Regions from separate parts of the Mus musculus genome. Here all the other regions are linked to region 1. A link is a contact called in public HiCAR-type, HiChIP or PLAC-seq and promoter capture Hi-C data. All regions are on one chromosome and are shown on one strand. Each heading gives the region's core, a stretch centred on a gene start, on an enhancer-like site or on the middle of the called end of the contact. The rest is flanking DNA. Distances are from core to core; before and after follow the strand shown.

Region 1 (5,011 bases), core at 1,109-3,608:
TGAGCTATGACAGTGTGCTTGGACTGAGTCCCCTTCCTACCTTCCACTGAGATCCTAGTTTGATTTTTTTTTTTTTAACTTCAGAGACTGCTGGGTGGCGACCCATCAGGATCATAAATGTGGAAAATTGAGAAAAACATCTGGAGGGAGATTCAGATTCCATTACACTCCAGACTGGTGGGTGACTGGGCTCCCTTGTCCTTTCCAGGGTCCTGCCAGGCTGGGGACCAGTCTCTTTGGAAGGTACTGTAAGCCAGCTAGGTGAATGGCCCAGAGGAGAGAGGAGCCCTTCCTTAGGGAAGGGCTTAAGGCTGGAGCAGGAAGGGCTTAAGCCAAGTCTGCTGCTACTTTGCCACGATATGTTCTCACCAAGAACTGGTCCCGCTCCTCTGAGTGGCGTAGATGGGAATTAGCCGTGGCTGGAAAGCATTAGTGGCCAAATCAGTCTAAGATGTCCTGCAAAACCACTTTTCTATTTTTTCCCCCTCCCTTCCCTTCTGCCTTGACCATGTTAGGATTCCCTAATCCCCACCAACAGACACACAAGAGACAGCTCCCACACATGTGAGTTCGCTGAGCCTCTGGAACATGTGCCCATACACAAATCACCTCCACCCCCAGCCGAGCGAGCGAGCTATCACGGTGCAGCTGTGTGTCACAAACGCTGGCCAGCTATTTCTCACAGCAAAGCACTTTTTTTTTTTCCTCCCTCCTCCAGAACTAAGTAAGCTGGGGAATGCCCAAGTTTTTCAGCACCCTTAAACATCATGACACTCAGACCTACTGTGAACCGCCTTAGCAGCCACTAGGGCTGCAAGCCAGAGCTTGCATCGAGGTGGGAGAGAGAAGAGATCCAGTCTCCACTGCGAGGCACACAGCCCAGCTGGATGGAGAAAATGCAAGCCAGCCGGCCAACATCACAAGCTGACCAGTTGTGTCCTGTCAGGAAGCCAGCTGCCTCTGAACCCGCCACAGGACTTACTGTATTGTTCTGGGTACAATCATGAAACCAGCCCCAGCCCTGGGCGAGGGGTGGTTTGGAGAAAAGGTTCTCTCCAGGGTCAGGATGACAGGGAAGGGGAAGCGGCTTTTAGGCTAGATCCTGAACAGGAAAGCAAGGAGCCGCCGCCGGGGCACGACCCTTAAACCACGTCGCGTGGAACTTGGAGCATATGGTCAGCTCAGGAAACCGCTGGGGTGCGGGAAGCTCTCCGAGTGCGGTTGCCGGGACTTAAGACTCGGGTTAAAGAGCATAGGTGCTCGCGGGCCAGGAAAGCAAGGGTTTAATCAGGCCCCGATTTGAAGGGAGAACTATGGAAGGAGGCCGGGAGGCACGTGCCTCCCTTCAGTCAGGTTTTCCTACCAAATCGTTGAGTAATTAAGTTAATCGATAAACAGCCAAACTATATGCGCAATGGGAGAGAGCCCAAGAGGAGATGGGGCACGGGGTCAGATCAGAAGCGCCTGCATTCCAAGGACAGGCTTAGCGGTCTCAGGCTCCCCTGCCCAAGAAGCCGGGCTGGGAGCAGAGCTCAGCAGGCCCGGGGCGGGGCACCGCAGACTGGGTTATCCCAGTTAGAGGAACCAGGCTAGCTAGCTGAAACCAGCAGGCTCCCTGTCATGCGGGCTCCGAAGCCTCAAAGGTGGTGAGGACCACAGCCACCTAATGGGTCCCTGACACCGATCCCACTCTCACCCAGCTCAGGGCCTCGTAAGGCTGCAACACTAGCCAATCTGGGACAAGGGACACGGAGTGGTCCCTCCACCGTCCACACGCACTTCACCTGTGCAGGTGAGCAGGCTTCCGCGATGCCTCTCGCTCTGGGGCCATACCGGGGTTTCTCTGATCCTAGAACTTCGAGTTTCCCGGTTGTCGCCTGGACTCAGACTTTCCCCAGGCTCTCAAGTGGCAAGATCGTCGCCCCCCCCCCCCCCCCCACTTAAGTCCCACTAATTGACCATACCCGGCACAAACTAAGGTACTCACAAGGTGATGGTGCCGTTTGGCAGAAGGCCGGGATCTGGAGGTTCGGGGAGATCCCCACCGCCGCACACCACCCTCCTTCGAGCCGGGTTGTGGGCGCCGCCACTTAGTCCCTTGGGCCGCTCCCCAGAGCACTTGCAACCGCGGATAGGGACCGGGCAGCCAGGCGCACCCCGAGTTCCAGGAGCCAGGAGCAGAAGACAAGGCAGCAGCGGCAGCAGCAGCAAACGCGCGGGAGGCACCGGCATCCTGCGTCCCCCCGCGCCCATCAACCCATCGCCCCGCGGGGACCTACAGCGCAGGGGCCGGACGGCTCGCCGGCCGGAGGGACCCGGGCGTGCGGGAGGAGTGCTCAGCGGGAGTCCCGGGCGCCCGAGGGCGGGGCGGGGGGCCATGGGCGGAGGCAAGCCTCGGGGTCCCCGCTGCTGCGCTCCGGGGGCATGGCTTGCGAGCACCCGGGCCGGGAGGGACGCGGGCGCCGCTGACAGCGCAGCGCGGGTGGCCCCCGGCGGCGCGGCCGGAGTCTCAGCGCAGCGCTCCGAGCCGACGGAAGCTTGGTCCCTGCGCGTGGCCGGCTCGCCCTGCGCGCGGCTGAGACCTAGCGGATCGTGCCGGGCTCCTGTTGCTGCCGCCGCCGCTGCCGCAGCTCCGTGCCATGGATGGGGGCAGCTAGGCGCCGCTCAGCTCCCGCCGCCAGCCCCCGCCCGCCTCCATCACCGCCTCGTCACTCTGCGAGGCCCTAGCGCCGCCTGATACCCTGCCAGGCGGCTGCCCTCCTTCAAGTGCAAGCCTAGAAGACAGCTTGAGCAGACACCCACTCCTATACCCCATCACCTACCCTGAACCAAGACTGTTGTCCTGTCACGACTCTTTCTACTAGCCAGGACTTTCTCTCTCTACCGCCCAGCTCAGACTTGTAAGGCAACCATCACTTTCCACAAAAAAAAAACGCTCTCTCATCCAGCCTACACCCCTCTTTCTAGGACTTTCGTTGAAGTTCTGGTTTGGCCTGGGAAGTCTGGTGCTCCGGGTTAAGGGGTTGAACTTAGCTCAGGATCTAAGGTTTCTCTTTGGCCCCTGTCGCGATGAGCCGATCTATAAGTTGACTCTCACAGTCCTGTTCCCACCCCTCAGACTTGGATTGAAGCCACAGCAGGAGGGCACAAGACTGAGACAAGGAGGCCATAGATCTTACCCTGTGAGCATTGACCTTGCCCAGCGGGAGGTGCATGTCATTAGGCCAAGGAGAGGTCAAAGGTTAAGGCAGACACTGCCAAAGCTATCCTCCTGTTAACACTGTGTGTGTGTGTGTGTGTGTGTGTGTGTGTGTGTGTGTGTTGGGGCAGGGCAGTAAATGAGTAAGGGGAAAATAAGAGAAGGCCCAGGGATCTATATTAGGGTGTGGGCAGACTCTACCACCAGCCAGGGTATCGCAGTATAGGTTTCAGCCCCCCTCCATGTCTTTTATTAGCTGTTTGACTTGACACAGCATGTAACACCTAGGGGTGTGTAGTCTATTGAGCCTTGCTTGTAAACCGTGGCCAGAGAAGGAGGAAGAAGGGCCAGTCCTAGGTAGGATCTGGCTTTTGACCACTGGGGAGTCAAAGTGCCTATGGACATGACCTCAAAAAAGCAACAGTAACAATGACCAACAGCTAATGCCTGTGGGTGTTAGAGGTGCTGCAGTGCCAACTGAAAAGAAGGTTGGGGTTAGAGGACCCAGGATGCTGCCTCCCAGTTTCCCCAGAAACCATCACTTTTTTTTTTTTTAAATCACTCAGTAGAACCTTTATTGCTATGTAGCGGGAGAACTTCAGGATTGGGGCAGAACCCCTCCTGCTCATGACCCTCCTGTGCCAACAGAGTAACCCCACCTTGGTCCTACTGAGGTGCTCAGTGCCTTTTCTGCCACTGTGGCCTGTGAGCCAGATCTCCCATCTCCTTTCCAGGGAAGTAGCCTCTCTCAGGCCTGATGGCCCCAGCCGCCAGCTTCTTAGCTTTCTTCCCTCATTAGAGTCCCTGGTCAGTCCCTGTTGCAGGTTCTGTTTCCTTGAGCTTCCAAAGATAAATAAATAGTGGTTGCAAATGGAGGAACTGAGAAATGGAATGGACACTCCCAGCAGGAGCCTTAGGCAGGCCTGGTGGAGGCTGCATTCCTCAGGAAAGGGGCCGGTGATGGGCAGAGAGACCAGGCACAGACCAGAGCACTGCCAGGGCCAGAGAGCGGGAAGAGCTGAGGGGCCTCTGACTGAGTCACAGCTTCCCTGTGATTTCCTTTTGCTAAAAGACAAAAGGCTCAGGAGAAAGTCTCTTGTCCCATGCACCCTCTGAGGCTCACAAGTTACAGATGACATTGCCAGGCTGTTGCGGGGAGGTACACTGTAGTGGGCTTGAGTTTCCTGATGGGGACATTTACACAGCACTCCTGTTCGGATGGGCATCATTTTGACTTCTGCGCATCGGCCAGAATGTGGGGTTCACCTCCATTTTGTATCTAGGGAGGAAGAAACTTGAATTTTGAAGTGCAGGGACAGTCATTTTCCTTTGAAATCCTTTCTAAGTGCCCCACAGAGCTGCTTAACACGTTTCCCCAAAGTCATATTCTCCTGCCTATACTTGTGTGGGAGTACAGTTTTTGTGTGTTAAAAGGCTGCAACCTGGTACTCACTTACATTTCCCGATACTTGGAGGACTTACTGTGACTGTGTCTTTTAACACAACCATGGTCTCAGGTACCCAGGTTGGCCTGTGCCTTAGTCAGGGTTTCTGTTACTTCAAGGAAACACCATAACCCAAATGCAAGAAGGGAAGCAAAGGGTTTATTTGGCTTGCACTTCCAGTTCATTGTCCATCACTGGAGGAAGTCAGCACAGGAACTCAAGCGGGGCTGGAACCTGGAGGCAGGAGCTGATGCAGAGGTCACAGAGGGCTGTTGCTTGCTGGTTTGCTTCCCGTGACTTCCTCAGCCTGCCTTACTGAACCCAGGACCACCAGGCCAGGGATGGCACCACCCACACACCATGGGCT
Region 2 (5,011 bases), core at 1,284-3,783, 970 kb after region 1:
CTGGGCAAGGCCTACAAAGACAGCTCAGGAAAGGCCCACTCCCCTCTCTTGGGTCTTTTTCTAACACTGTCATGGAAAGGGCTACCCTTTTCTAGTAGGAATACTAAGATTTCCTATAACAAAGAAAAAACGGGTCCTCACCCAACTCCCCCGTCCCCCTCCCCTGCCCCGGGTTCATATAGCATCCTGATGGTCAGATGGCTTCTGTAATCGTTATCAAGGAGTTCTTAATATCATTTCTGCCCCGAAAAGTAATTAGAAGCATAAAATAAACCAGTAATGCTACACAGGGCATAAAAACACTGCAGACTCACAGATTTGAAAAGACATACTTTATCACCACTGTATCACAGCTTTTGAAAGCCCAAGTGGTTACAGATACCACAGTCCCTCCCAAATGGCTAAAACCTGTGGCCGTGAAGCTAAAGGCAAGGCCGAAGTCAATGTAATCTACACTTACTATCTGTTTACCTAATCAGCTTTAGTCACTGAAAGGTGACACCGGTTCTACAGAAACATTTCAGCATGGAATGCTGGACCTCTAGTCTGACAAAGATCCAGAGGCACCCACATAGATACCATAAGAACAGGAGATTCAAAGTTAGGATTTCTCAAGGTATCTCTGCTCCTGTTAAGAAGAATGTTCGCAGGAAAAACCTTTGAGAAGGCTTCAGATACAGTTATTTATTTGCTTATTTTTGGTACCAAAGATTGGTGTTTGCTAGGGTAGTGAATCTAGCACTACCTCCTCAGCCCAAGATTTTTCGAATCTATGAAACGATCGATTACATGTGATCATCAAGCAGTAGTCGATAAAAGGATCATTTTAAAAAATTTAATGCTGCCAGCGGTGGTAAGCCTTTGATCCCAGCAATCAGGAGGCAGAGGCAGGCAGATCTCTGAGTTTGAGGCCAGCCGGGTCTGCAGAGCAGGTTCCAGAATTGCCAGGGCTACACACACACACACACACACACACACACACACACACACAGCCAACCACGCAAGCAAAACAAAACAAAAACTCAATGTTTTTTTGAAATCCTAAAAGCTCAGCGAGAAAACCAACTTCAAATGGGAAAGAAGTCCCCAGGAACTGAAGAAAAAAAAAAAAAAAGTGAAGGTGTGCCCTGGGAAGATAACTTCTTCCCAGGCACTGCTAATCAAAGACTGCATGATCTGGTGGTTATGCATACCTTTGAATCCAAGATTCTCCTAGGACTCCAAAGCATATATCTTGTATCTTGTTGTCTTGGAAACGCCAATATCTTTGCATTAAGGTCGACTGTTTATTATAGCATTATTCTTAGACGCCCTAAGCTGGAACAAAGTGCACATCAATAGTAGAACGGGTACAAGGCTGTAGTCACACAATAGGATATTAGACAATCATGGGATTTTTGCAGATAATTTAATATTATTTAAAAGCCAAAGCCACAATACATATCCATTCATAAAAGTTCAAAATCAAACAAAGGAAAATTATACTACATGCATAGTCATCTGGTTAAAAAGCTAAAAGGGAAAGCTTTTAAAATAAAGTAAGTGCCTATCACAAAAATCAGATTAGAGATGGTATGGATGGAAGAACTCTTGGGAATGTGGCAATTCATTTTATTAATATTCCTCAAACATGTACTGCTACGCACTGTTCTGCATGCGACTTAAAAACGTATATGAAACCTTCTACAAGGCTTGTATTAAAAAAAAAAAATCGAAAGTCGGGCAAGGATGCACCTCAATGAAGCCAACTCCTAGCACAAGAAGCAGGCCTTAGGAACAGCAAGGGTCCTTACGCACTGGGGAACTGGCGTCCACCCTCTGTCACTTTGGGTAAAGTTTTTTGTGGGAGAAGGGGGCTCCAAGGAGGAACGCCGGGCTCCCCACAGCCGGGCCAAACCGGCCCCCAGCCTCCGAGACGCGCCCACGTCAGCCGTTCCACCTTCGCCCGGAGGGAGACTCTGGGCAGGCTCCGGCGACTCAGGGAAGGCTGCGCTCCGGCTTCCGGAGGGAAGCGGTGGGCGCGGAGCCTACCCTCGCGCGGTCCCGCAGCTCCCCCCACCGCCACCGCGCCGAGTCCCGCAGTCCGCGGGTCCCCGGCCCGCCCGTGCGGGGGCGTGGCCTGGCACACGCCCGCGGCCGGAGAGGGGGGCGCGTACCTCGTCGCGGCCGAGGAACTACCGGGCCAGTCGGCGGGTCGGCATAGAGCTCATTTCCGGGGACTACCTAGCTACTCCTCCCGTGCAAACTACAGGCGGCTTCTTAAGCCAGAGCGCCGGCGTCAGCGCACGCGCAGTGCGGAGCCCCGGCGAGGGTGAGCGGACTGGAGAGACACACAGACCGGCCGCCACCGCAGGGCCCGGCCGGGGCGCGCGCCCGCGGGCCTTGGACTGGCTCTGGGAGCGCGCCTCTAGGGGCGGGGCTGAGCGAGCGCGAGCGTGCGCAGTGGCCCTCGGACCTCGGGACTCGCGCTACGCGGCGCGGCGGGGCGCGGCGCTCGCGCAAGAGGGCGTGGGCTGGCGGCGCCGGGTGCGCGCAAGGGAGTGCGCGGCCCCGAGCGAGGGAAGGAGGGGCTGGTGACAGTGCGGAGCGATTGCCAGCGTCCGCGCCCCGGGAGCGGACGGACGGAAGAGAAGGTCCGCCAGACGCCCGGTCTGCTGCCTGACCCCTTCGGACTCAAACCCCGAGCCGAGCGGCCGCGGCTTCTGGTTGGTTGAAGGGAGACGCTGCGGCCACCCCAGGAAGATGTTTAACGTGGAGTCTGTGGAGCGGGTGGAGCTGTGCGAGAGCCTGCTCACTTGGGTACGTGGTGGGCAGCGGGCCGGTGGGAAAGCTCCGCCACCTTTTCGCGGACACCGGTGCTCGTCCCGGGGGGCGAACGCCCCGGGGCGACCTGCCGTCACATCCGGGGCTTGGGACGGGCGGAGCTGAGTAGCCGGTGCGGCCGCGTCTACACCCGCGGCCGGGTCAGGGTCAGCAGGGAGAGGCCGGGCTCAGGCAGGCTGGGCCCAGGGTCCAGGAGGAACTTGTCCGGCCTGAGATGTTGGCTGCTGTCCGAGAGGAAACCTGCCCGGTGGGGGCTAATGATGGGGTGCAGGCGACACTGTAATTAGGACTGTTTGCCTTGATGAGGCGCTGGCGTTTCGCTCCCAAGCTCCCAGTGATCCAAAGCGTTGGTTCTGCCTGGGCGCCCGGTAGAGGCAGTCGGGACCCCCTAGTTAAGCGATGCTGCTCGCCTTTGTTGTAGCGTTCAGCCAGGATGGAGTGTAGCCCCTTGAGGGATGGATGAAGCCCTGCCCATTGGAAAATAGTACATTGGCAGGGTGGATAGACAAAACATGAAGAATCACTCAGAGGCAAAACATTTAAAACGCGAGATGCATTTTGACTGTTATAAACGATGTGATGGTACCTATAAAAGGAACCAACGATAAAAATGTTGAACTGGAAAAATTGAGGGATTTCGTAATGGAACTGAAACACATTTTTAAAGCACCATGAGATTCTAATTTGGAATTGATGAGGGTTAAGGTTATCGAATTTTCAAGTAAACATGCAGGATTTTGTCAATAGTCATGGCTTAAACGGCCCTTTTCATTAGCTGGACAGTTAACCGTGTTTGTTTCTGGTTTTCATATGCTGGTTGGAGGTAGGTCCAGGCATATATGCAGAGCCATGGGATAAACCAGGAACATTCATTTTACTTACTGCTAGAAATGTTAGCTGTCCTTTTTAGAAGAACCCAGATACATTTACAGTGGCTATTGTGATACATGTTAATTTTGTTTGCTTATTGGGGGAGATGGTAGTATTTGGGCCTCCTGCATTTTAAGGGAAGGCTCTACCACTAAGCTGTTCATCTCCTGGTCTTAGTCACTTTAAAGGTAAAATGCAAATAGCAAAAAATTCTACTGAACAGTGCCTTAGGTTAGAGGTTCAGATCTCTGGAAGGTAACCATCACTGTTTTGTGCAGGAACACTGCCGAGAAGTTTGAGAACTGTTAACTTAGGTCGGTTGTAATAAATGTAAGAAAAGTAGAATCTACAGATGTGTGTGCATTTGAGATAGGATCTTGCTATGTGGCCCATTTTGACCTCAAACTATGATCTTGAATTTGTAGCAGTCTGCCTGCATCACTACACCCAGCTTGAAGTTTTGTTTTTGTTTTTGTTTTTTTATAAACTGGGTATGTCATTAATCTGATTGTGCCCTTTGAAGCAGCCTTTATACAATGGAGACCTTTATGGTTTGGTTTTGTGTTAGATCATTCTTGTAATTTCAGATCACTGGAAATAGTGCATAGTTAACATGCTCTGTAAGTTCCAACTTCAAGCCTGAAGCTAGACTTCACTGCTATGCTTCAGATAGAGAACGGCGATAGGTGACACGACAGAGCTACACCTCAGCCAAGTTTCAAATTATTCTTTAAACCAGGAAGACTTTTGAAAGGATGGGAAATGTTTCGTGCCCTGTCAGTATATAACAAGCTAGCCCAACAGAATATGCTTAAACATTAAACCTTATCCCCTCTTCCTTCCCCCTGAAGCAAGATGTATTCCTACCTGATAGGGTAAACAAAACAAAACACAAAAACCTATGGCATTACATCTGTCAGTCCCCTTTTAAAAAAATTCCCCCTTGTGTAACTGATGTGTGCACATGGGCACAGTTGGCAGCATATGCATATGAAGGTCAGTGGTCAGCTTTTTGGAATTGATGCCCTCTCCATGTTTTCCAAGCAACGAACTCAGGTCACAGGTCACCAGATCGGTGTGTAAGCACCCTCTCCTGCTCAGCCATTCCAACAGCCTGTTTGCTTTTTAACAATGATCATTTTATATTTATTTGTGTGGGGATATATGCACACATAAATGGATATGTGCACACACAGCCCTTTTGTGGAGGGCATTGAATAACTTAGAGGAGTCAGTTCTCTCTATTTGGGCTCTATTTTTTAATTTGAGAATTTCTTTCGTGTGTGGGTGTGTGGTTTGGGCAGGTTTACCGCCTCTT
Region 3 (5,011 bases), core at 1,773-4,272, 860 kb after region 1:
TTTGAGGAAACACCTGTTGGAGACATGCATGAAAGAAGAGTCTGGTGAGACTGACTTCATCATAAAGGCATCCATCTGGTGTCCTTGCCAAAGCAAAACCTATCACAGTTTAAAGTCGCGTCCTCAACACGAGCTCATTTCTGCCATATGTTGTGCAAATGACGCAAGCGTTGTGCGCATGCGCCTTCCAAAGACACCACCACATCAAGAGCACTCAGCACGAACAGTGTTACAACTTGGAAACAAGAGATGGGGTACAAAGGCTGATAGACTGAAGGTAAAGGCAGCCTCAGGCAATGCAGAGGTTCTAAAAAAAAAAGTCTCTGTTATATCAACAGGTAGAAGTCTCTTGGTTGAAAAATCAACATGTGTTTAGGAAAAGCTGGGGGCGGGGCGGAAAGGTGATGAGAACCACAAATGTGCTTTTTTATTTGGTTTGGTTTTGGTTTTGGTTTTCGAGACAGGGTTTCTCTGTGTAGCCCTGGCTGTCCTGGAACTCACTCTATAGACCAGGCTAGCCCCGAAATCAGAAATTCACCTGCCTCTGCCTCCCAAGTGCTGGGATTAAAGGCATGCACCAAATGTGCTTTTTATTGCCCAAGAAACATCAGCGGAGGAGTGCTTCTGCCTGGGGACATCTATGAGGCACTTGGCCTTGATATGTCTTCTGTTAGTTTTCCTAGTAAAACAGCATCGTTTCCAACAGTGTGTGTCTGCCATCGTCCCCTACAATTTACAGACTCGACTCAGATTCTTCCTGGAGATGTTCTGAGGAGAGATGAAACCCTATGCTGTCCACAACCCTTAAGAGAAAGTCCCCAAAGTGCCACCAGCTCCTTTGTCTTTTGCTTCAGTTTCGCTTGTGACAGAAAATCCTGTCTCATGACCATTTTATTGAAACCTCCTTAAGCTCCTTAGGCTGCCTGTAAGTTCTCAGCATAGGCTTTGGACCTGAAATCAGAGCAATGTGGTTTTCTGTCCAAGGCTTGGGCTATGCAGAAATAGCATTCCATAAAATCACATAAGGAGGCTAAGCCCCTTGATCAAATGAACTATTCTGAACTATATAACACCTTGCCTCAAAAGAAAAAAAAAATGTTGACTAGGTGTCTTAGTGAGGGTTATTATGATGATGATGAAACACCATGACCTAAGCTAGTTGTGGGGAAAAGGGTTTATCTGGCTTACTCTTTCACATTGTGGTCCATCACTAAAGGAGGTCAGAACAGGAACCCAAACAGGGCAGGAACGTGGAAGCAGAAGCTGACGCCGAGGCCATGGAGGAGTGATGCTTACTGGCTCACTCTACATGGGCTTTCTCGGCCTGCTTTCTTATAGCACTCAAAACCCCAGTCCAGGGATGGCACCACCCACCATGGGCTGGCCCCTCTCCTATCAATCACTAATTAAGAAAATGCCCTCCAGCCAGATCTTACGGAAGCATTTTGTCATTTGAGGTTCCTTCCTCTCAGATAACTGTAGCTTGTGTCAAGCTGACATCAAACTACCCAGCACACATGATTTTAAAACCCACCTGTAAACAGTAGTTGAGAAAACGAGTATAGAACTCAAGGAGTCGTGTATTCAGTATAGTTTTATTTTAGTCTTTATAGGAGAACAAAACTGCGTTCCGTGGTAAAGCAAATAGGCCTGGAGTCCTGTTCTGTGCCCCCCGGATGGCACTTTGCAGACAGAGTCCATCAAACACACCACTCCCGTTCCCAGCATTCACTATTTAAAACAGCCACAAAGGTATATCTTCTACCCTCTTGCTTAGAAGTGATACCCAAAGTCAGAGTAGCCCCGCTCAGGTCAGGACTCTATCAGGTAACCTCACATTGCAACGTCTCTATAAGCCTCTGCTTCCTTTCTGATGAGTAAAAGCTGACAGTTTCCTTTAGAGAACATGTTCTGGAAAAAAAAAAAAAAAACTGCGTGCAGACCTCTCGGCTCAAATTGTTACCAGCAGGAAGATCAAGGAGAGAGATAAAAAGACAATTTTCCTCTTCCTTACCTGTTCTCCAAATGGAGTCTCATTTCCATCCCTTTATGTCGTATGGATGTTGAGTTTGGGATTAGGGAGTGTAAAGACAAATGAGACGTGGCCCAGAGCAGCAGGTACCTTGGACAAAGGTCAGAGTCTGTGCCCCAAGCAGGAGAGCTTGGCTCAGGGCAAGGCTGAAATCTCCCAGCAGTCTTTTCGGCATAAGGTCGTACTTGGTGCTCTCCTCACATTCCCTAACACTTGCTAAATGTCAGATAAGGTAGCCAACATACAGGTTGATCTAAGCGAAAAATATTTTTTCCTGCACAGATCAGTTTTTAGAATACAACGTTTTCTTTGTTCGGTGGCTCGGAACTGAAAAATTAAGTCATTACACTTGATTCGTCAACCCGGTAATACATCATGGACTCCGGTGAAAATTCGAAGCAAAGGAGTTCTTTTATCGCTCCGTCTCGTGAGGGATGGAGGTGGGGTGTACACGCATAAACTATCTGAAAAGTACCTCACTTTTCGCCCTGTTGGTACATTTCCCAAGGTGCTCTGGGTTCAAGCCCAGGTCAGAGATTAATTTGACATAAATGTTTTCCTTATGGAATGCAAGGGAAAGAGTGGGCCTGGAAAACTATTATCAATCACTCACACATACATACACACACACACACACACACACACACACACACACACACACACACATCAGACTGGAAACCACATCAAATATCCTGGTGTGAGTGTGCACTTGTGCCCGCCCACGAGGGTGGGAGTTACTGCATCAGAAGGCAGAGACTGCAGAGGAATTTGATTCACCTTGAGCTAACAGCTTTTCCTAAGGTAAGAGGTGACGTGTGAAGTCTTTTTATCCGTAATGCTTAGTTTCCGGGAACTCCCTGTGGCTGGAAACAAAACACTGGGCTGGTGATTATGGACTTTTTTTTTTGGAAACACGGGAAGGACCTAATGATGTGGGGAGGGTCGTGAGCTTTAAAGATTTCCTCACATCTGGAAGCTATCGCTGGAGGGAAGCGAAGCGGCGGAATACAGGCCTCTCCCCGGCGGCGTAGCAACGTTTTACTTAGCACCCTGACCTGTCAAGGAGCAATGGGGATAATGGGCGCAGAGGCCACTTGGGACCCTTCATGACAGGAAGGCCTCCTTCTGCTCCATATGTTGCTCGAAGGCCTTGATTAAAGATGAAAAGTTAGAATTAGAGGTCTCCGGTGGGGGCAGGGAAAGGTTGCTGTTAGTATTATTTAACAAGACGGTGCGGCTAAAGTTAGTTAGGCTGTTATTAGGGATGGAAGCTGAGAACTAGGGGTTTTTACCAGAGATAGAAAAGGGGCCACAGAATGAGATAGCCTTGATAATCGGGCAGCATTCGTTCTCCTGCCTAGATTTTTCATCTGTTTTTGTTCTTTAAAGGTTGAATGAGAAAAAAGCGGGGAGAGGGGTCAGAAGTCAGAAGCGCATTGCGCTCTTCCCGCTTCTCATTTAGAATTTTATTTCAAACACTCGAGTCCCGGGCTTTCCTTCGTGGGACACCTTAGGTGTCCCGCATGCCTGAAGTTTCATTTGCTTGCTTGGTTTGGTATATCTTTTGAATCTGTCTGGTTGTATAGCCCAGGCTAGACTAAAACCATGACCCTGACTGCCTAAGTCCTGGAATATACACAGGCATGGACCATCACGCTTACTTTGTTTGCATTTTTTGTTTGATGTTGTTTTGTTTTTATTTTGTTGTTGTTGTTGTCGTCTTCGGTTTGCTTGAAAACGAGCTGGCCATGTAGCTCAGGCTGACCTCAAATTCACCATGCCTCCTCTCTGTTCTTCCTAGTGCTGCAATTACAGCTCTCAGCACCACACCCAGCTTCGTCCTTTCATCTCTTGAAGCCCAGGCTTGTCATATCAAAGGACCCCCCATCTGCCTCTTGAAGAAGCGGAGGGAAATTTTAGAAGTTATTTATTTTTTTTCCAATGATGTTTACTTAGTTGTGACCCCTGGGGAAAGGGAGAGAGAGAGAGAGAGAGAGAGAGAGAGAGAGAGAGACTCTGACTCTAATTCAATGGAAACCTTCTTCAACAAACATTCATATATGCACATTTTACTTTGATGATAAAATTCTTTCTTTTTTATTTTATGTTTTTATTTATTTATTTATTTTCTTTCTTGTGTCTAACTTAAGTGTCTGCACTATAAAACCATTGATAATGTTGGTTGGTAAGGTTTGATGTGGATCTTTCTTACTGAATCTCATAGAAAGAACAAAAATCACCCCATGCTTTTCCACCAACCAATCAGTGGGCAGAACTATCCGTTCATCTTTGTTATGGCCTGGTAAGGGAAACAGATAGTCCAAACAGTGCCTTGTCAGTGTTCTCAGACATCAATTCTTTTGTAGTCTAGCATGAACTAGCATCTGTATAGAAATGTATTAATATAAAAATAAGATTTGCTGTAACTTTAATTCTTTTCAAAGTCTACTTTTAATCATGGTTTTTAAATGCTTTAACCTCCCTTTTAGCCCACCGCCCACCAGAGGTAGTGGAAAAGAAAGGATCCGGGAGAAGTGGACCTGCTTAGAAATGGTTCTTTGGAGAAAATCCCATCTGCATTGTCAGGAAATCAGCAGTTCAGTTCAGAGGTCAGCAGTGGCAGCTCGATCCACTCGCAAACAATTCATGGATATACCAGCAGTCTATCAATAGTGTCAGGATAGCGGGAGCCATGGCATGACCTAGCAGAGACAGCCTCAGCCTCAGCCCCAGCCCCAGCCCCAGCCCCAGCCCCAGCCCCAGCCCCAGTCCCAGCCCCAGCCCCAGCCCCAGCCCCAGCCCCAGCCCCAGCCCTAGCCTCAGCCTAAGTCAGCAGCAGGCACCCTGGGGCTAACAGGACACCAGGCAAAGTTCTCAGCTGTGCCTCTCTCAGCGAAGTGAAGATCAGCAAAGATGGGAGACCAGGGAGTGTTGCCCAGCTAGCTCTGCAGGCAAGCCAAGCTAGCTCTATAAGCAAGC
Region 4 (5,011 bases), core at 1,668-4,167, 830 kb after region 1:
TTCTAGGGAAATGGAAGCCACCACCATCACGGTGGGGAATCATGGCAGCAGGCGGGTGTGGTAGCTGGAATAGAAAGAAGGTCATATCTTAAACCACAAAGCAGGAAGCAGAAAGAGAGAACTGGAAACTGTAGTGGCTTTCAGACTTCAAAGCCCCACCCCCGTGACGCTATTCTTCCTTCCAGGCCACGCCTCCTGGACCTACTCAAACAGGGCCACCAACTAAGGCTGAAGTACTCAAACTCAGGGGAACATCCTCACTCAAACTACCACATTCACCTCATCTTTCTTGACTTCCTTACCCTGAGCACCACCAGTTACCTCAATATCCTCAGGAATCTTCCAGAACTCCTCCTACTTAGCCAACCAACCATTGTCCTGGCTCCTTTGCTGATATTAATTCTTTATATGTCCCTTAAATACTGTATTTTCAATCTATGTTTCTTCAGTCTGTCTGCATGGTGAAACCTTCTAATGACCTAGCGTTTAAAACACACTCCGATCAACTTTGCATTTTCAAGCCTTGGTCCTGCCTACCTGGCACCCGGGCATCTCAACCTGCTCTAAGCTTAAATCGGCAGTGTTCTACCGTGGCCCGCCACTCATTCCGTATGCCTTATCTTGGTGAGTTATGTAATCAGCTGAAACTTAGGCAGGACCACGTGTTTCTGCTTTCCTCATCCTGACACCTAATCAATCAGTGAACCCTGCCAGCTGTTTCTTGACTATTTGACACATCTGCCCTCCCTTCGCCATCCCTTCCTTACCACCTTAGTTCAGAAGTTACCATCTTTTATTTAGACAAGAGCAGTTAAATTACCATCTGATTTCCTTGCCTATAATATCTCTGGCATCATAGCCTTTAGTCTATCGTTATCTGATACTCCACAGTCAGGATTGCCTTCATAAAGTATAAATCTGACTCAAAGCAAAAACACATATTAATCTTCTGTGGCTAGATAGGGCTTTCGGTGTCCATGATAGTGTGGGACTTCAGTGAAGAGTGAGAAAAGAGACAGCAAGTGACAGTTTGCATCTAGAATGTCTCCAATGGTCATGGATTTTTTTCTTCCCCAGCTTGGCACTATAGGAAAATCAGCTCTAGGAGGTAGGCCTGTTGTGAGCTCTTGGGGTGACTGGTGACAGGTCCATGAAGGGAATTTGTGGGACCCAGGTCTCTTCCTCTCTGTCTACTGTCATTTACTCTGATGTCTGCCTCTCTCTCTCTCTCTCTCTCTCTCTCTCTCTCTCTTCCACCTACTGGTGAAAGAACTTAGTGAGGAAACCCCCACTCAACTCCCAATTCGGCATGCACCCACGAATCACGAACAGAACACAACACCTTGATGTAACAACACGAAGTATTTTAATGGGTAGCTCCGGGTTGAAACGTATCTCACACAAGAGACAATGGATTCAACCACAAGGCTTGGAAGCTAGGGTTTTTTATAGAAAAGGAGTGGGGCTGGGGGAGGAATTGGCGCGGTTTCACATGATTGGTCCATTTAAACATCAGCAGCCTGTAACATTTAACTTAGGTCAGAGGGGTGGGAGATAGGGAGGCGATGGGCCTGCCCGGGCATGTCCTGGTCTGTTCTGCTATGTTCTCAGCCCCAGGTTTCAAAGCTCACAACAACTCTTTGGGCTATTTGACATACATTACATGAATCACAGGTCTCAAGTTTTATTTCTTTTTACTGGGACTAATGGAATATGCTACCATAGTCATCCCTTTACTTGTGGGTTATTGTCATCGTCGTCGTCGTTGTCATCGTCATCATCATCATCGTTTTATGTGTATGGGTGTTTTCCCTACATGTATGCATGTGCACCATGTGCATGCCTGGTGCCTGAGATGATCAGAGGAAGGCATCCCATCCCCTGGCTTTGGTGAACCCTTTTTCTGATATAGCTTCCTCCCGTGATGTACCACAACAGGCCCAAAGCAACAAAGGCAAGTAGCCTAGGCTAGACCTGTTTAAAACTGACCCAAATTAAACATTTTCTCTTTGTAAACTGGTTAGCCTGAATAGTCGGTCTAACCGTGATTAGCTAATGGGGCGTGTAATTGAGAACTTAGAATTCCTCTTCCTCTTCCTCTTTTTCTGGTACCTTATGCTCAGTCATTGTAACATAAGCAAATGTTTAACAACCTGTTTCATAAATAAATAAATATCCCACCCCCCAGAAAACACATGCGTTTGCGCGTGCACACATACACATACTCTAATTTTAAAAAGTGTGCCTGTATCTTTAAAAAGAGTTGACTTTTTTCTTTTATATTTTTTTCAAGGGAAGAGCATGAGGAACCCAGTCCTTCCCCCCACCCCAACCCCCTGAGGTTCTCTCCTCCTTTACACTGTCTCTGTCACCTGGCCTCTATTATGGCAATACCCAATGTGAATAAATGAAACAAGAGCTGAAACATTCCCTAGTCACCTCTAGGCCACTATAACATAATCGTCTAAGTCCCAGCTCATGTCAGAAGACTCGGGGATGAGCACAAACTCCTCTGTGGACCACATTGGTCTCCAGAAAGAGGCAAGCTGGTCAGAGACTCAGGGCAAACTGGTGAGAGACCGGGGTTCTATAGGCAGATGAAGTGAGGTCAATACTCTTAGTAACTGAATGAGAGAATGCCCGTTTTCCATACAGAGGACAGGAAGGCACATGCAGCTGCTCTGACACATGAATTCCCCATTATTCTGTGGATAGAAGATGTGTGCTCCACTTACCTGGAGTCAACCTCCCAGACAGAACTGCTTCTGTTGCAGAAAGCAACACACACACACACACACACACACACACACACACACACACAAAACTGTGTCCAAATGGATTACTCCTGTCTGCACAGGAATGCATGTCATTGTCAACATCAAACACTCCCCGGCTTTGCTCGGGCAGCACCTGCCTTCTTGATGGGCACTTCTGAGCCGTCACTCACAGAAGGCACTTAAACCTGTATGACTTCAAAAGCAAGGTAAAGACAAGCCCCATCCGGCAGGACAAGACGCACCTAATATGATTATGTCTCCTCTCCCTGCTGATAATAGAATTATGCAAAGGCAGCCTTGACCCAGTAAGAATTCTTCCTTCAGAGTCAAATCTCTGCCCTTCTGCTAACTCACAGCCAGCGTTTCCTGTTCAGTATCCCTTTATGCAGCACCTTGTTAGGGTCCCTAACATTTCAGGGAAGACCCAGACAGTTTTCAAGATCCACCCAGGCATGGGGACCTGCTCTAGGCACCACCCCAGATGCCACAAGCACTGGCGTGAAAGAGAGGCATCATTAGCCATCTTTCTGGGGTAGAGAAAAGAAAAGAAAAATAGAGAAGAAACCAGGCTTCTTCTCTAAGCTTACACTCAAGGATCCACTGAGCGAGCCGGAGTGTCAACACCTCTAGTCTCCTGCTTCTATTGTGTTTCACACACAGAAGTCAGCAGAGCTGCTCATTGCCCCAAGCAGAAGAGAGCACTCTCCTCCCTTTCTTCTTTCCCTCTCCCTTCCCCCTTTTCTCTCTCCCTTGTTTTTGTTTTTGTTTTGTTTTTTGGTTTTTCGAGACAGGATTTCTCTGTGTCGCCCTGGCTGTTTTGGAACTCACTTTGTAGACCAGGCTGGCCTCGAACTCAGAAATCCACCTGCCTCTGCCTCCCAAGTGCTGGGATTATAGGCATGTGCCACCACTCCCGGCTTCCTTGTTGTTTTGCTTTGTTTTGTTTTGTTTTGTTTTGTTTTGTTGAGATGAGGTCTCACTACACAGCCCAGGTTAGCCCAAAACTCAGTCATTCTGCTTCTTCCTCCCACAATTTAGGATAATAGGCACATACCACCACCTGGGTAGGACAACGGTTTTCTAATGAGGCTGGAGTTTGGTTATTTAGAGGGTTACTAAAAGGCAGGATTAAAAATAACAATGCAGCCATGTGGCGAGGAAAGAGTTTAGGAAATGTCGGAATAACTTTAAGCAGTAAATTCTATTAACTACTCAACTTTTAATAGGCTGCTCTAAATGCACGGATTAAGAAGGGACCTACTTTCTGAAGAGTCTTTTCAAAGAGCCATATTAATGTTTTTAAACCTCTTAGCGTGTTAATTCCTAGGCAGCAGGCTATGGAGATCTCTTCCGAGTCTCATATTAGAATGTTACTCATCAGGATGCTTAAATGGAGTCGTCTTTCATAAAATAATGGTCTGCTTTTACTCAGAATTGTTTTGTTCTTGTCGATGGTTCAAAACTGCATGGCCCATGTTCTGATAAAAAAAAATAAACAAACTTATAAATTTATATGTGACTTAGTTAAGAGAGGTTTTATAAAACTATTAGAAGATTCCTCGATTATAAAAGTTCACTTTTTTTTCTTTATTCAACTAATAACATCTATTTAAAATTCAGTATCTGTACTATTCTGTGCATTGAGAGTACTGGAGCGACAACAATGTAATACCTTACGGAATGAATCTTTTTACAAAATGTCATTCATAATAAACTGACTTAAAACAGGACCTGTCAAAAAGTCAGGAAAATAATCTGGTTGCGAGGGATGAAGCGGAGGCGAACAAACTCGAGTTGATTAAGCAAGGGGCCGTAAGTAGGTGCACGGGATCTACATTAGAGGCGAAGCTCAGGCTGGATTTGAGCTCAGGGAAGGAACTTTCTGTTGATCAGGTACAACTGAGTACAGAAGGAGAAGAGCATGAACTGAGATGGGGGAGGGCTGGGGCGAAGGAATGTGGACTCCATTGGTCTGTCTCGGTCACGTGACATTTCAGCGGTCACAGCGGTAAAGTCTTTGGATGCGTGGATCTCGGTGTAGAGATGAATTTTGGAGCCATCTACCTCTCGAACGTATTCAAATGTGTAACCTCGGATGAAATTGCTGAGGAGGAACAGTAAGTGTGGAGGGCTCACACTTTTACTCAGCCCTGAGTAAGCTGTTAACTCAGCCCTGTAATGCTGAGAAACCAAGAATCTGGATAGCAGAATGTGTCTAATACGCCTGAGAGTTC
Region 5 (5,011 bases), core at 1,761-4,260, 780 kb after region 1:
TTGTCTACATAAATTAGACCTTGTGCAGCATATTGGCCTGTCAGGGGACTAGGAGGAAACTGTATATTGTTTCTGGCATCCCCGAGCCCTTCTGCCCCTGACATCTGCTGTGCCTGTGACAGGGAATACATTCTTGACTCATTATCCGAGCAAGTAGAATCCCACCCTGACAGGACCATTAATCAGAATCAAGCAGTCCAGCAGAGAGAGAGAGAGAGAGAGAGAGAGAGAGAGAGAGAGAGAGAGAACATGTAAAGAAGTGAGACACTTTCTAACTTTGGCTTTGGTGTCATTCGGGGGTCTGGACAACTAGCAATCCATCTTTCTGAGTGACAGCCCTGATGGATGGCATTATTTATGCTTTTGTGTATTAAAAGACAGCTCTGGCACCAGTTTGTCATTTTCACAGAGGTTTACAAAAAAGTTGAGATTTAATTTGGAGGAAAAGGAGGGCAGAGATCAGAGGAGGCTGGTGAGCTGACAGTCTGTGAAGACAAGAGAGGGACCAAGGGCATCTGAGTGTGAGGATCGGCACGGGTGAGGGCAGACGCTTCGAGGTGCACAGGGGGCGTGGAGGTAGCTGCTGCTGCCTCTCTTGTGTGTGCCTAGGTTAGGGATACCAGAGGTTTCCACATTAAGTTAAGGATATGTTAATCACTGTATTGAGATGGGTTGTTGTCGTTGTTGTTAAAACAATGAAAATGGAAACATGTATTTGATTATTTAAGACCTAGATGCTGCACACGTGTGAAGGAACAATGATGATTATTTTCATGACCAGAGCATTGCCTAATGTTGCAAATTCATAAGTATAACCAGTAATAATAACTAGGCATAACAAGTATTTAATAACAAGCAGAGGTAGTGGTCTTCACATTGATTGAACTACTTCTGTGGGCTTGTGAATGTGTATTGATAGGACTAAGGGTATTAGTCATAGGCACGGATTGCACAGTAAACATTCCTCATGCTCTGTCCTTCTGATATAGAGAAGGACACAGTGGGGAGAAGAAAGTAGACAGCGAGGATACATCAGCAATGCACGTGTATAACCTCTACTTGCAACTCTCTGCTTTCAAATGAACTTCCACTCCTGTAGACATCTGCTTTGGGCCCCCACAACCAGAGTGCATCATTTGCTTTAAGTTAATAACATGGAGGGAAGAAGACTTTCTAGTCCTTGGTTTGCTCTTTTTTTTTTTTTATCCTTGCCATAATGACATCATCCTAGCCTCTTCTTGAGGATCTGCTGTAGCATCACACCATTTCCTGTCAAGGCAGCGAAGTCCGGCCCCTTTCTTGCTCATCAGCTCTGGAGGAGATTTTGCCTGCGCACCAAGCATCAAGCTCTAGCCCCAACCAACCATTCTTCCTCCTTTCTGGGACTCTCCTCCATTTCCTGAAAGGGGTATGTGGGATTTGATTTAGCAGTCTGTTTTTCTCTGCAACCCCATAGGTGTACTCAGCTAAAGAGGCTAGGTGATCATTAATAAAAACCTAAGAATATGCACGTGACACAGCAGCAGACTAAAATATATCCTGTAACAGACTATTCCAAGTCAGGGTGGGATTAGTCTTAAAGAGTGAAAGGGCAAACGTTCGCGGTGGCATCACACGGTCTTTGCCAGGATGAATCCAATGTCCAGATTAACAGAGTTAGGCCAAGAGGTAGCCAAGTGAAGAAGTTGATGTCAGCTTCCAAAAGAAGCAAAAGAAGCCTGACAAAGAATTTTCTTAGAAATACTGCTAGGATCTCATGTCAGAGTTGAGATCTCCTTAGCCACCTCATTGACTGGCTTTGTCATCAGACAGTGCTAGGCTCTAATGTCAGTTCCATCTCTGTCAGCCTTTCAAGTGTCAGTGTTCTTATCAATTAAAAAGGATAGTTATAATTACTCGTCCAAGTTCCGAAGATTAAACATGATGACATATGTAAATTGCATCACAAAAAAAAAAAAATTCTGGCGCATATAGATGCTCAAAGAACATCTCAGCCTTACAGGATCCACAGGTTTAAAAAGAAAAAAGAAAATCCCTGCTAAGGTTTTTCAAAACTATCATTAGTTCTCCATGCCTACCCAAGGAAACAGACCTTTGAAAAATACCTTGATCTTTCATTTATTTGCATAAAGTGCCATGTAGAGAGTTATAGACTATGTCTCAATTTAAGACTAGAAGATCAAGTATTGGAAGAGCTGAGGAGAAAAGAAGGCCCTTAGGGTGAATATAAAAACCAAAGACACAGTCGAGATTTTTCCTCTGTCAGAAAGCTCCTACTCTTGTTATTCACAGGTCACTCTGGGAGGGATGGACGAAACAGCTCAGATAGACCGAGTATGGAGCACAGTCCTCAGTATCCTTCAAGGGATTAGAAACCTGCTCTCTAGGACAGTGAATAGTGTGGGGGTGCCCTGCAGATGCTTAGGTCTAACTGTCCCAGGCACCTCTGTTTCCTTATATCTGGAGTTGATCATATCCGTTTCAGAAGGCCATCGGATTTCAGTCTTGCATGGAAGGTATCGACCCCATAGCAGTAGTGGGATGCAGGGCATCTACTGTTAGCACCATAGCGTGGTGCTTTGGGAAACATGGTTGCACAAAAGAATTCAGCAATGGCACAGCGGAGTTGGGGGGACTCTGCTCTAATGTCCTGTAAGAAAATCTTAGTATATATTGGATTTATTCTCACATACTTTCTCTGCAACCAAGTATTCTAGTTTGAGCGCACTAAAAGTTTCAGTCTCTCTCAACAAGAGAAAGAGACAGTGAGTATGCCCTGGGGAGAGAGAATAGACATCAAGTAGACCAGATAATATCAGGAGTAGAGGGCACGTGTGCTGTTTTACAAGAAAATGGAATAGAGACAAATCAAACTCGTCCCTGGGTTTCCAGTATTATGCTCACAGCAATTTGGGAGGTACGGCTCGAGAAAGGACAGGGTCAGGTCAGCCTGTTCTCCTGTGGACTTGAGTGCTATGTCACTTGTTCCAGTGCAGATGTCCAAATCCTCCTTCATCTCTAGCTCTATGGTGGGACTCACAGGGAGAGAGGGCCCCAGAAGTAGGCAGCCAATAAGTCTGAGTCACTCTAGACGATATTTGAACATCTGGATGTAAGAACAACCATGGTGGGCGTGGGGTGGAGACGAGGACTGGAGAGATGGCTCAGCAATTAGGAACACTGACTGCTCTGCCAGAGGTCCTGAGTTCAATTCCCAGTGAACACTTGGTGACTCACAATCCTCTGTAATGGGATCTGATGCCCTCTTCTGGTGTGTCTGAAGACAGCTACGGTGTACTCCTATACAGAAAACAAATAATTCTAGAAAAAGAAGAGGAGGAGGAGGAAGAAGAGGAAGAGGAAAAGGGAGAAAGAGGAGAAGGAGGAGGAGGAGGGAGAAGAGGAGGAGGAAGAAGAAGAGGAAGAGGAAAAGGGAGAGAGAGGAGGAGGAGGGAGAGGAGGAGGAGGGAGAAGAGGAGGAGGAAGAGAAGGAGAAAAAGGAGGAGGAAGAGGAGGAGGAGGAGAAGGAAGCTGCCGTCACAGGGTGGAGGAAGGAAAGTCTCTCTTTGTATCCACATTAGAAGGTAGTAATTAAAAGGCATTGGTATGCATCTCAGTGACACTGAGAGGAAGAGAGAGCCTAAAGACAATCTAGCACAATGAGGAGGGACAGCTCGGATAAATTCCACTGTAGAGCAGCCAATTGTAATAATTAAGCATCTGCAAATGGCTTTTCAATAATCTCTTTAGTGAAGTGTCTTCATTATTTTAGCAAATCTAAAAATTCTCCTAAAGCTCTCTATTTAGGCTTTATCCCTCTTATTTAATCTTCTTCTCATTTGTAAATTTTTCTACCATGTGGATTTTGTGGTTAAAGTAGGAAATATTATACACATCTGTCTTAGTTTTTTCTGGTAGAATAAGTGAGTGACTTCCTGTTAATCATGTGACCTCATCGTTTGTGATCAGGACAGGTGTGTCTCCACTAGCCTTTATTTCAATTCTGGATCTTCTCTGGTCCAGTCCTATCCTAAACACGGTGCGTAAATCCCTCTCCCTAGAGCATCCTGATAGGGGGCTGGTGTGTAGCTCAGTGGTAGAGCACTTTGGATTTAATGCCTCACCCCACCACCACCACCACCACAAAGAAGAAAAGAAGAGAGGGAGGGAGGGAAGGAGGGGGAAAGAGGGAGAAGGGGAACATTTTAGTCCTCATATATAGCTTTGTTGAAAATTGTATGCAAATTTCTACGTAAATTCTCAGGCCATAAATGGCTTCTGTACTTATTATCATATTCCTACGGGAGCATTGATCCAGTACAGGGAGAGCAGGTCTGAAATGGATACATTGTACTTGATGAAGAGTGAGGGAAAATTTTACATGGTGCTGGAGAATGAAGCAGACCACCTTAGGAAGACATTCTCCTAGAATCCACGCCCAGACATTAGTTAGCTCCTTTCCCTACAAGGGCACTCCAGAGACAGGAACTGCAACGGACCCCTTGCTCCCATCCTCCACCAAAGAAAGACACCCAGGGAACCCTGGTGTCAGTGCAGACCCAGGAGAAAAGAAGGGGCTGCGAAGGGACGCTCCCTAGAAAACCTCTTGCGTCTGCTAGCTGTCCCCACTCGGCCAGCTCTCCAGACAGCTATGAGACTCACGAGCCTTAACCATCAAAGGAACCTTTCTCCACCTTCAGCCCAGATACCTAAGACCTTGGTTGTCTCCTAGGACCAGCCTCAATTAGGCAAGCAGTTTGTTTCTGGGTCCCTGAAGTTCATTTGGTGGACTCAGATGTTTATCGAACCTCGGGGAGTTATTCATTAACATCAGTGAGGAATGCCTGACAAACATCTGGCTTGTTGGGGGGTTGGGCTAGGTTAATTCTACTTGGAACGGCACCAATATTAGTTCTGCTTGGATTAGCACCAGCGCTAATGATGACATAAGACATTTACTTCATTAGCCTGATGAAGGGAAAATCTTGCCTGTTCAGCCTAAGCCAAAAAA
Region 6 (5,011 bases), core at 1,415-3,914, 730 kb after region 1:
CCAGCGAGAGAGGTGGCATCTGCTGACCCTCAGTCATTAATCAAGCTGCCTGCACCAGAGTCACTTCACAGCCAGGGATGCAGCTTCTTGGCTCCTGGGAGCTGCCTAACAAAATGACAAGAGGCAGGAGTTTATTTGCTATCGCAGGAGTTCCTGGGAGGAAAGGGAAGGTGGTAGTGGGTGACAGCTGGACCAATGTGGGAAGAAATGGGGGCAGAGCAATGTTGTAGATGCTGGGGATTTGGGAGGGGGCATCTACAAGCCACTTTTACTGATGGGCTAAAATCCATTGCTTTCTATAAATGTGTATTTACATTACAGTATGTTGAGTTGAAGCTGGCTTAGAGTCTGTCCCATCAGTTTAAGTTTGCCTTAGGCCACAGGGTGATCGCTACCTCATAGTCCTAAATTCAGCTTGCTTATGGTGTTGGGACCTTTGAACCTCAGAAGTTGGGAGTGGGTATCTTGATTTTTTTTTTCCTGCCAAATACCAGTTGGACTCTCCTGCAGGACCAAATTGAATCCTTCACAGTGTTTGGACACGCAGAAGAAAGTTGCCTGGGTCCTCAGATCAGCTAAAACAAACAAACAAACAAACAAACAAAATTCCCAATATTCCTTTCTTAAGGGAACAAATTTACCTCCTAAAACTTGTAACAGTTTTATAGGATTGGAACCTTCCTGGCTCTTACCCTCCCACCCCGGGGGGGGGGGGGGGAGGCCTCAGTTTTGCTCCCCATCCACCAACTCTGCTCACTAAGCCTTTGTTCTGCAAGTTGACATCTTCTGAGTCAAATCGAGTGGGAGCTAGGGACACAGCTGTGGAAGAGTGTAGCAGGCGGTCTCTGAGCCAACCTTTGCAGTTCTTGATGGACCAACAAACAGAAGAGAGTGGCATGGTTTAGGGCACATCATACCAAGAAACCCATCGGCAATTATTCAAGGGCTTTGATGGGTCAGTCAGCCATGACTTCCTTCCTTCTCCACCATGAATGTTTGTGAGTTTGTCCAGCTCCCTGGACTCCCCCCTTCTTGGAAATGAGATAGCTTTCTTTTTCTGGACTGTTGTTGTCTGGGAAAACTGTGGCCCAGTTTCATCTTGGAAGGCGTCTGGGTGGGAATTAAAGGCTTTGTGATTGCTTCATTCCAGTAGAGGCCTTGGGTAGAGAAGCCTAAACAAACAAACAAAAAGAAAGAAAACATGCCATTTCAGCAAGGAGAGAGAACGCAGCAGGCAAGTGTGTTTGAGAGATATGTCAAATATGTTTATGGCAACTTCCTTACAGCATTTTATTATAATTTACTCAAGGAGAGAAAAGACATCCTTTATCAATGCACTTAGTAAATGCTGGTTATTGTTGCTCAAGGGGCTTCTAAGTTAAGAATGATGCAGACCAGACCCTCATAGCTCCTCCTCTATTCATCCCCACCCCATAGGAGTTTCAGATGAGAACAATACCCAGTTAAATAACTAAGATAATTTTCTGGTAAGAAGCGTTACTTGAGGGCAGCCCTTGTCTCAGATATTTTTTCCTTCCTTATCATCATAAAAAAAAATTGGTTTTATATTGTGTTTTACAACCAACAAAGACCATTTCGCATCTGTCTGTCACACTCCCTACAAAAACCTGGTTGGAGCCACCAAAAATAGCACCATGGCTTTACAGATGGAACAGTGGACAAAACTACGAAGGGACATCTATAAAGCCACCTTTCAAGTAAATCATCGAGCTTGAACTTAGCCAGGTCTTCCTCCTCAAAGTGTAGTGTGATTTCCTCCTCCGTCATCCCCCTTCTTCATAGCAGAGCAATATAAAACCAGCTGGCTCCACTGAGAGGGGCCAGGGGTGGGGAGGGACAGACACTGCAGGCAGGGCTGATCTGGAGCAGCCTTCGGCCAAGAGTGAGTTTTCTACAAGAGCGGAAAAGTTTCTTAAGTGGCCTTTGGCTTCGAAGAGGCTCTGCTTCATCTCTCTTTGACATGGTCCCTGGGAAGAGGGGAGCTGGGGTGGAAAGGATGGGGAATGTAGGGAAGGCTGTCATTTCCATGTTGTCTGTTATCCATCCACACAACCCCTGGGGACCTATTTTCAGACTTGTCTGCTTGCCCAGAAAGGGGCAGGGCCCAAGTTTCACAGAAATTAGAAGCACACAGGTCCTCGGCGACAGAAACAATGATGAAGAGATGCACGCTGATTCAAACCAGTGCCTCCGACACTCGGGGGCAAGAAGAGCCCAGGCTTTTATTATTTTTATTTTCCGCTTAAAAGCAAAGACACCACCCCCCGCCCTAATTGGAATCAGAGCTTCAGAGAATGTTAGAATTGCAGTGAATTTCAGACATGACGATCCAGATGCTTCATTTCATAAAGGGCCGAAAGGCGGAAGAGCTTGGCTAAAGCTGTAGAGCAATCTAGTTGAGTCCCGGAGCAGGGCGGAGCCACATCCCTCTGGCTCCTGACACAGCGCTCTCCCTGCCCCCTTCAGAAGGTTTTCTGAGTGGGCGACAGCCCGGGTGGAGGAGAGGTTGCGCTGCTTGGAGCTTGTGACTCTCTCATCCATGCTGGCAAACACCTTCTTGAAGTGTCTGGCAGCCTGCTCCGGTGTTCACTGCGGAGTGAAGGCAGTAAATCAGGGCTTGCCCAGGGACAGCAGCCTCAGCAATGGCGTGTGCATCTGAGCACTGCAAGACTCCCGGGAAGGAGAGCTCTCTCCCTCTGCAACTATATCATACCTTTTACAAAAAGTCACTTTGAGGTCACTGGGTTTTTTTTGTCCAGTATTTCAATACATTAAATGCAATTACTTCATTGTTGATTTACCTGTCATTACAGGCATGTGTTTGAACATGATTTATTGAGTGAGTTTTGTGCCAGTTGACTTGCGATAGATTGCACAATATTCAAAGGGGCTCATTTGCTTGGCGTTACATTAGAGGCACGATGATTGCAACACAAAGCAATGTAAATGAATTCTGAGAGGCTCCATCATTCATGTTGTCATGTACTGAATCCTATTATTATTTATTACCATAATTGTACTGTGTTTCCTGGGGCGATAAATTAGGAATGATGGGCCCCGCTGACAGTCAAGGGCTGGACTCGCTCTATATAATTTAATAGGGATACTGTAGGGTCTGTGTGTTTGGAGGAGATTTGGGTAATGGTTAAAAAAAGAAAAAAAAAAAGAAATGATTTTTTTTTTTTTACAAAAAGTATAAAAGCTTTCCAAGTTTATTTTTCCCCCTTCCTCTTTCTTTAATGCCTTGGCTACGTTTAAAGTCCCAATAAAAGCTAAAGTAAAAGAAACGTTCTGTCTTCTAGCATGAGATGTTTAAAACTCACTACCTCCAGACACAGTCCAATCCCCGTGGGGTTCTGACAGGTGGTATTAACCCTTGCACCAACAGGGCATCCTGGGGCATGAAGAATCTAGAATTGCCAGGACTTCAATGGCCAGGATGAGGGAGATCACATTAACCTTGCACAAAATTGACTCTAACAGAGCTCCGGGCACTTCATCTTATCTGGTAGGGTGGTGTTTCTGTAGAAGTCAAACCATGCTGGTCAGAACATCAGAGTTGGTACAAAATTGCTGAAGAGGATGGAAGAGGGTTGGGGGAGCCTTGGGAGAGCCTTAGCAGAGCGTGTCACGAAAAACGAGCAGTAGGGGAGACCTGAGAGGACACCCACCTCAAGCCTGTTGAACCTTTGGTGAGGAAACTGCCAAATAGAGAGGATAGACAGCCAACAGACAAACAGCTGCTAGAAATGCCCTGTCTTGCCCAGTTACAGTTTAGATACAAAATGCCCCCCCCCCCGGGGAGCACATCTGATGGACACTTGACCCCTAGCAACTGGTGGTATTTTGAGATGTTCTAGACACTTTAGGAAATGAGCCCTAGCTACAGGAAGTAGGTCATGGGGTCAGATCCTTAGGGCTTCCACCCAGTCCCTTCCTGTGACGAAGAGGTCCCTCTGCTGCATTCTCCTACCACTGCGATATTCCGCCAAAGCACATAAGACCACATAACTGTGAGCCAGAAAGCTCCCCCTTCTTCCCCTCTGGTGAGTTGTTCTCATGGGTTTTTTGGTCACAGCTACATAAAAGCAACTTAACTACCCCTGAGGATGTTAATACTACATTCTACTGGCCTTCTGGGTCAACCAATGTTCGGGGAGTTCTGAGAAATATTACATGATAAACCCAGATATTACCACAGGGAGCAGGGAAGGAAAAAGCCAAAACTGTCTTAACGGTCAGCATGGATCCACCTAGAAAGGTCTATGACTATCAAGAGGCGAGGGGGTAAGCTGATGGTCAGATAGTATTAGTCGGGAAAGTCTTAAAATATCCATATAATGTACAACCGGACAATCAATTTTATTCAAGGAAATAATCAATCTGCCTTTGAACCCTGGGTCAGAGGTCAGGGGTTCATAATCCTACCGAAAGAGACTTTTGACAGTGCATACAAGAGCCTCTCATCACCCTGTATTCTTACCTGCTGCCATCTTCTCAGGGGCTCAGGAGTATAGAGGTAGAAGTAAGGGGGATGTAAGGAACTGGGATGAAATTGAAAGCAGGGGGTTACAGTTATATATGTAATTTCCTCAGTGGAGACAGCATCGAAGCCATTTTGCTGATTGCTCAAGAGCTTAACAGAAAGAGTCCACCCTGCTTGTCTGAGTTCAGCTGGCTTCTACGTAGCGCTGAATGGCTTTGTTCAGATTGATTCTGGCAGTGCCAAAAAAAAAAATCAATACATTGCTGCCTACTAGGGCTGACTTGGCTGTTTAAACAGGAGAACTTAGACCAGTTTAGAAAAACCAGATCAGATCCTCTGGGTGTGACCCCCTTTTCTCCTGTGTAGCTGCTGGAATGATAAAAAAAAAAAAAATTCCACCCCAAATACATTTCATGGAAGCCTCCTATGGCCCTGGCCTGTAATAATGGACTACACCCATTAAGCTGCTTGTTAGGCCCCTGGTAATTTCTCCATATTTGGCCA

Evidence for each region. Promoter capture Hi-C pulls out the DNA fragments that hold promoters and counts their contacts. HiCAR-type assays count read pairs that join an accessible place to other places. HiChIP or PLAC-seq counts read pairs in DNA pulled down with a chosen protein or histone mark.
Region 2: a HiCAR-type map of astrocytes shows a contact between it and region 1, with 3 times the contacts expected there. The contact joins the promoter of Hook3 here to the promoter of Adgra2 in region 1. A contact is called at or near these places in 1 of 39 promoter capture datasets (second pharyngeal arch cranial neural crest) and 3 of 115 datasets of contacts at active chromatin or transcription factors (astrocytes, embryonic stem cells and extraembryonic endoderm stem cells).
Region 3: a contact with region 1 is called in a promoter capture Hi-C map of second pharyngeal arch cranial neural crest. The contact joins the enhancer-like site here to the promoter of Adgra2 in region 1. A contact is called at or near these places in 7 of 39 promoter capture datasets (cranial neural crest, embryonic stem cells, frontonasal cranial neural crest and 3 more) and 1 of 115 datasets of contacts at active chromatin or transcription factors (embryonic limb bud).
Region 4: a promoter capture Hi-C map of frontonasal cranial neural crest shows a contact between it and region 1. The contact joins the enhancer-like site here to the promoter of Adgra2 in region 1. A contact is called at or near these places in 5 of 39 promoter capture datasets (cranial neural crest, frontonasal cranial neural crest, liver and 2 more) and 1 of 9 other capture datasets (embryonic stem cells).
Region 5: a HiCAR-type map of fibro-adipogenic progenitors shows a contact between it and region 1, with 4 times the contacts expected there. The contact joins the enhancer-like site here to the promoter of Adgra2 in region 1. A contact is called at or near these places in 4 of 39 promoter capture datasets (cranial neural crest, liver, maxillary cranial neural crest and 1 more) and 4 of 115 datasets of contacts at active chromatin or transcription factors (bone marrow-derived macrophages, embryonic limb bud, fibro-adipogenic progenitors and 1 more).
Region 6: an H3K4me3 HiChIP or PLAC-seq map of stem cell-derived neural progenitor cells shows a contact between it and region 1, with 14 read pairs. The contact joins the enhancer-like site here to the promoter of Adgra2 in region 1. A contact is called at or near these places in 4 of 39 promoter capture datasets (cranial neural crest, hippocampal neurons and liver), 1 of 484 Hi-C or Micro-C datasets (bone marrow-derived macrophages) and 3 of 115 datasets of contacts at active chromatin or transcription factors (astrocytes, cardiomyocytes and stem cell-derived neural progenitor cells).

Annotation. Positions count from the first base shown.
Region 1 is chr8:27,083,188-27,088,198 of GRCm38.p6, reverse strand. It overlaps Adgra2 (adhesion G protein-coupled receptor A2), which reads right to left and starts at 2,358. Exons shown (of 19, transcript NM_054044.2): 1 at 1,988-2,358. The coding sequence starts at 2,253. Gm39151 (a long non-coding RNA gene) reads left to right here. Exons shown (of 3, transcript XR_870285.3): 3 at 1-1,930.
Region 2 is chr8:26,116,746-26,121,756 of GRCm38.p6, reverse strand. It overlaps Hook3 (hook microtubule tethering protein 3), which reads left to right and starts at 2,533. Exons shown (of 22, transcript NM_207659.3): 1 at 2,533-2,799. The coding sequence starts at 2,743. Rnf170 (ring finger protein 170) reads right to left here and starts at 2,389. Exons shown (of 8, transcript NM_029965.4): 1 at 2,157-2,389; 2 at 1,194-1,317.
Region 3 is chr8:26,224,847-26,229,857 of GRCm38.p6, reverse strand. No RefSeq gene overlaps it. Among named protein-coding and RNA genes, the nearest start is that of Gm31727, 40 kb to the left of the region's middle. Within about 2 kb of position 3,022, at least 15 of the 459 cell types and tissues checked have an H3K27ac peak or open chromatin away from gene starts, as enhancers often do. A contact at or near this core is called in embryonic limb bud and second pharyngeal arch cranial neural crest, where this site is marked.
Region 4 is chr8:26,258,402-26,263,412 of GRCm38.p6, reverse strand. No RefSeq gene overlaps it. Among named protein-coding and RNA genes, the nearest start is that of Gm31727, 6.0 kb to the left of the region's middle. Within about 2 kb of position 2,917, at least 9 of the 459 cell types and tissues checked have an H3K27ac peak or open chromatin away from gene starts, as enhancers often do.
Region 5 is chr8:26,300,285-26,305,295 of GRCm38.p6, reverse strand. All of the region lies in intron 3 of Gm31784 (a long non-coding RNA gene), which reads left to right. Among named protein-coding and RNA genes, the nearest start is that of Gm31784, 9.7 kb to the left of the region's middle. Within about 2 kb of position 3,010, at least 7 of the 459 cell types and tissues checked have an H3K27ac peak or open chromatin away from gene starts, as enhancers often do. A contact at or near this core is called in fibro-adipogenic progenitors, where this site is marked.
Region 6 is chr8:26,349,759-26,354,769 of GRCm38.p6, reverse strand. No RefSeq gene overlaps it. Among named protein-coding and RNA genes, the nearest start is that of Gm31843, 29 kb to the left of the region's middle. Within about 2 kb of position 2,664, at least 87 of the 459 cell types and tissues checked have an H3K27ac peak or open chromatin away from gene starts, as enhancers often do. A contact at or near this core is called in stem cell-derived neural progenitor cells, where this site is marked.